2 separate regions of the Zea mays genome follow, and region 2 is linked to region 1. The links are chromatin contacts, called in public Hi-C maps. All regions are on one chromosome and are shown on one strand. The core of a region is the stretch at or near the end of the contact, and the rest is flanking DNA. Distances in the headings are between cores, read along the strand shown. Region 1 holds the start of LOC100037763 (derlin1-1). Region 2 has its middle 50 kb from the start of LOC100282109.

Region 1 (2,802 bases), core at 125-2,624:
TTAGCCAGTACAAAAATGATGACAGCTTCAGATGCCCAGATCTACAGATTCTAACTCCCAACACCAGCGTTTTTAGTCAAGTCCTTTTGTTGATTGGCAAATGCATCGCCAGTATTATCAAGGGCCCTATCATCAAAGAATATCAAAGTGGATGTCTTCTTGACATATTATATTTTCAGCCCACTATGCAAAAGCAAAAGGAGAAAGAAAAACCAGGCTCCTTTGTAGATTTCGACAACAACGAAGTGGCAAAATGTTATTACTTTATAAACTGTCTCTATGCATCAGGTGATGCACACTCCAGTTCTTCGTTTCAAATTAAACTAATTAATAAAGTGGCTTGAAACACCCTTATTCATAAACCAGTAATTATTTTTTTTGCTGACGACTCTAAATATACAGCAAAACAATCATGGAACTAATTGATAACGAAAACAATCTGTAAACATTACATATCGATATTGTCAACACCAACACATCCATCCAACCTTCCAGCCGAAGATTACAAAGTTTGAGGGCTCCTTTGGAACGCAGGAATTTCACAGGAATGATATAGAAATTTTACGGCTCCTTTGGAACAAGGAAAATTTTCTGAATCCTGTGTTTTTCATGTGTTTTTGAACTAATTCCTGTTAAATTACTATACCATTTCTATAAAATTCTTGTGTTTCATAGAAGCCCTTACAGGAATTAGTTAAAAAACACAGGAAAAACGCAGATTCAGGAAAAAAAACTTTATTCCAAATGAGACCTGAGGGGGCTGTTACTCCAACTGAACAAACCAATTCAGGTACTATAAATTTTTTGGGATAAAGGCCATAGTTCACTCAACTCTACTTCCAGGTTGAAAGACTATTTATCAACAGCGAAAACTAACCCTTCATCTCGTGTTCGTGACAGTACAAAGGTGCAGTACAAACTACAAAGCCGATGTATATGTATGTATGTAACGCTGTACCAGTCCAGCAACATACAGCACCGACGAACATGGACATATCAGCTCAAATGCCAGACCAATTTCGAAGCGGAAGCCTAAGGGATCAAAGTGGCACCACGAATCCGCCGCCACAGACCTCGACTCTGGCAACCCAAGGATAAGCCCACTCTATTCTGATAAAAATGATGGGATCCATCGATTACTCGGAACAGTTCAGCTCGAATTCCTCTAGCGATCCCGAACCCGAATCACGGGGGCTACCATACAACATCTACGTCTCGGAATCTGAGATCGCGAAGCTTGGAATCAGATGAAACCGCTGTAAGAGTCGAAGGGACTCACTCGGCGGGCGAAGACATCTTCACGCGTCGATGGATCCGAGGTCGGTTAGTCTCCTCTCGCGTCCGCTTCCTTCTCGTCCCGTTCGAAGTTTGCGAGGAAGAAGAAGAAGAGTTGGGGTTGAAGCCGGTCGCCGCGCCTGCGAGAAGCCGAGAACCTTCCGGAGGAGAGAAGCAAACGCACCGTTGATTTCCGGTCGGAGGGATGAAGACGGCTCGACACGTAGGTGTGCGCGCTACGGCGCAGGCGATTGGTCATGTAACGTGGCTGGGTGATGAGGTGGCCTTGGTGAGCGGCGATTGGTCCACTGCCGATTTACAGGTTTCATTTTATTTTTGATCTTTTCTTATTTTTTGTATTGTTTATTAGTGCCAACTAATTTGTTTCATTTCTTGTTCATAGGCTATGGATAAATACTTTGTCTTTAGAGCATATAACAGCTATTCTAAGTCAATTACCATACATCTGAAAATGATGGCCCTCAAATTCGTTTTAAGCATATATACTGTTTGGAGAGGACCGTGAAGTTGTTGCGTTGGAGGCACGATAACCTCTCATTCAAGTATTCCTGGATCATCTGATTAGTTTGGATGAGCTTCATGATGTTAGTATTGAGGTCAAGTGTAATGTGTGTTGGGAAAGAAATGAAGGTGCTTTTCAGTTTGCTATATGCGTGCAATTTCAGTTTTATTTTGATCTAGTTTTTTTCCTATGATGTTGGTCCAATTAAGTTTTTTTATTTGAATGTGGCTCATGTTGGCAATCGTGACTAAGCACGAAGCAGTAGATCAACGAGGAGCAATCTTATTGTTGAAGCCGAGGTACGACTCTTGCACAAGTCGTATCAAATGGCAATCTAGAACGAACAGCTTTATAGTAGACGGTAGTTTATAATATCAATCTAATTAGGTTTAAAAATATTTTTAATATAAATAATAAACAAAATAACGTATCTAAATGTATTCTAAGGGCATGTTTAGGAGAGCTTCATTTCAAGAATTGTAGCTTTGGTTTTCCAGCTTCACTATAAAACAACTTCAATAAATTATTAGGTGGATTCGATGAGTGTTTGGCTTAATCATAGACTTCAGCTTCTATAATATTAAGGATTTATGTGAGTTTCCTTGAATACCCTTAATTATTAGTGCGATGGCTTTGGTTTTTAAAAAAAAATAAGGAGCAGACCTTTGGAGAAGGGAAAGTTGCAAAGCTTGCGTAGCATGTCAGCGTTTTCTGCTGGTGCATAACGACCAGTGCCTGCTTCGTCTTGGATTGCATAGAAAGTTTTGTGTAGATTCTTTTCAAAAAAAGGAAGGATGCAAATCTTGTGCCAAAGGTCAGCTGGAGATGGATGTTGCGCTTTTCTTTCTTTCTTGGTTCATATAACGTGAGCATTCGAGTTGGACCTAATTTCTTGTATCGCATTGCAAATCATGTACTATGTGTTGGTTCGGTGTTGCGATGGTCCGTTGGCTTCTAAAGTATGTACGACACGTCATATACACACACGTCATATACATGTTGAT
Region 2 (2,700 bases), core at 179-2,678, 270 kb after region 1:
AAAAATATTGATTGGATGGTGTCTCTTGAGTACAGGTTGCAACAAATGTGTTGTCGAGTTAACAGAGAACGTAACTAAAGGTTGCTCACACAGTGCAAGATTTTCCCTTAAAACGCACCCTTTGCAAATATCTGGAGAGAACAAGTAACTGAGCCTTTCAGTTCATTGTTGCTCAAATTTAATGTTTTCAGACTTTGATTCTAGGGATGTGCATACAAATATTCGCAGATAATGATTTTAGACTGTGACGCAGAGACTAATATAAGCCACAGGCTGAGAATGTGCTTCGAAACAGTGATCACATTGATGAATGACCATTTCTGTTCTGTGCACCTTCAGTTTGGCACGCCGTCCTGCCATGTCAGGCTGCCGAAGTTGTATCTCCCTTGCACCTTCAGTTTGGCCATGCATGATCACATTTAGAGCCACAAGTTTGTGTTCAAATCTGGTTAACACAACTTCAGTAGCTGGATCACTAGGTTGCAAGGGACATGCACAATCACTCAACAAAAAAAATCTACTGTCTGCAATGCAGTGAGTCGTGAGTTCGTGACAAGATGAGACTGTTAGTATACATATAGTTCTGCATAATGGTGAACATACAGTTCTGCATACAGTTTGGCATTTCAGGATCTGCATAAGTCATTTCAGAATCACAACTTTCTGAACATCAGATGAGACTTTTTTTGAAGAACATTCTCTGTCTTATAGACTCAGACTCACAAACTCATAGACTCAGACTCCCAGACTCATAGGTTCAAGCAGACAATCTCCCACATTGTCAGATAATTCAGGCAGACAAACGCCAGAACTTATTATAACATAAAAGTGTCACAAATCCCAACTATGTATAGAAGGCAGCTACAAATCCGGTCTTTGAAGATGACAGACGGCTACCTGAAGAGTCATACATGCAGAAACAAAAATGAAGGCCATGAATTAATTTCTCAAAGGGATTCCTATTTTCTCAAAGGAAAATAAACTAACCCTCAAGGTATATTTCAGTCTGCCCAGGCAGGGACGGAGCCAGAAAAAACTTTAGGAGGGACTGAACTAAATTGCTGCAGTATAAAAGCTTATTTTATATTATATTGTATACATTTTAGATTAGAGGAGCCTGTAGTGGGACTCCATAGAATCCGAAGCGGCAGGGGGGCTCGAGCCCGTCTGCCCCACCGCTGGATCCGTCCCTGTGCCCGCCCAGGAGAGATGGAATGGTAGAGGTTTTGATGCTTGTATGATGTGGAGGCGTTGGAACGTATAGAGATGCCATCATTGTTTCTAGGCGAATTGGGCTGCAACCGATTCATTAGGATTTTGCTATTTTCTTTGGTGGTACTATGCTGTTTTGGTTTAAATTTCATGATCCTTCTGACACCGTTGGCTAAGATTTTGCTATTTTGTTTCTTGTAAAACTGCTCGTGCTGAGATCTGGTGGGCCGAAATCCAATACCGGAGGGTCCAGTATTGCACCCTTGGCGATCCGTGTGAGGCTTTCTCTGGTTCTCGTCTCCGGCCGTGTTCTCAGAACATTCTTCAAACTACTAGTTGGCATGCGTGTATTCGTCATGGTAACTTTTGATGCTTTCTAGCGGTCAGGATCAAAGCCAAACATCTCTTTGAGAGAAAAAAAAATTTATTGAATTCCACTCGCACCCATCGGCTGCCCATCTGATGGCATGTTCGGTGCTTGACCATGGTCTGACCTGCTTTCCCACCGATATTGACTTGTTGAATCTTAATCACTAATGAAGGAAATACTGAACGTGACGGTGTGCAATTTCAGTTTCCCTCGACGAATCTTTTGTTCCCCAGCATCTGGATTCGTTCTGGAATGAACATGCATGGGCATGGGGCATGGAGGAGGCCCAGCGCCGGTGGCAAGCCCACGGAAACTGAACGTCTAGATTCACTGTGACAAAACGGGAATTAAAAACCAACCAACGCAGTGCACTCACATGCTCGTCTTCCTCTCGCGGTGTCGCAACGTACGTTTCTGGACTCTGACCGCCCGCCGTGACGTCGTCTCGTGTGACAGGAGAAGAGGCACGCGGTCCATGCATGCCTGGCTCTTTTTTTTTTTAAATTTCAGGAAGCAGCATGGAAGGTCGGACGACAGTTGCGTGCGGAAGACACGGAGACGAAGACGAACGCGAGGCTTGGTGGTCTCGATGGACGGCTGCCTTGTTGTTGTTGGTTTGGTCCCCGGGTCAAGAAAGAAACAGCGGTTCCGGTTGGTGGGCAGGCGCCGGCGGTTCTCGGCGGCGCCAGGCGAGGCCAAGTGCGGAGCGTTGGAACGAGACCATCGACACATCTTATGTTCGTCCGATCGTCCGCACACACGATGTATCCTATCTAACGGGTTTAAGTCTGTCGGACTAACACTTCTCTAAAAAGGCTAGTCCATTAGAAGATTACTTGTCGGTTCCTCGTGCGTTAGAATATTCATGTAAACTATCCATCAAAAAGATTTCAAGATTTTTTATTGATTATCTCCACTCTTCGTATAATATTCTTTTATTTGACTAACTGATGTTATTATTTACTCAATTCAATATGTTTTGATACAATACGGTCAATGAAGTGAGCGATTATAATTTATAAGAGAGTTCACAATGACTGACTGAACGAACAGAGATTATAAAATGACATGATTCCACCGTACAGAGACCAAATTATAGAAAATTTATGAGCTCAAGT

Evidence for each region. Hi-C and Micro-C count contacts between places; a contact is called where the count stands out from the background.
Region 2: a contact with region 1 is called in a Hi-C map of leaf, with 5 times the contacts expected there. The contact joins the enhancer-like site here to the promoter of LOC100037763 in region 1. A contact is called at or near these places in 10 of 25 Hi-C or Micro-C datasets (bundle sheath, ear, leaf and 2 more).

What each region holds. Positions count from the first base shown.
Region 1 is chr8:111,328,655-111,331,456 of Zm-B73-REFERENCE-NAM-5.0, forward strand. It overlaps LOC100037763 (derlin1-1), which reads right to left and starts at 1,375. Exons shown (of 7, transcript NM_001112475.1): 1 at 1,280-1,375. The coding sequence starts at 1,296.
Region 2 is chr8:111,597,838-111,600,537 of Zm-B73-REFERENCE-NAM-5.0, forward strand. No RefSeq gene overlaps it. Among protein-coding and RNA genes, the nearest start is that of LOC100282109, 50 kb to the left of the region's middle. Within about 2 kb of position 1,429, at least 11 of the 20 cell types and tissues checked have an H3K27ac peak or open chromatin away from gene starts, as enhancers often do. A contact at or near this core is called in bundle sheath, leaf, seedling and 1 more, where this site is marked.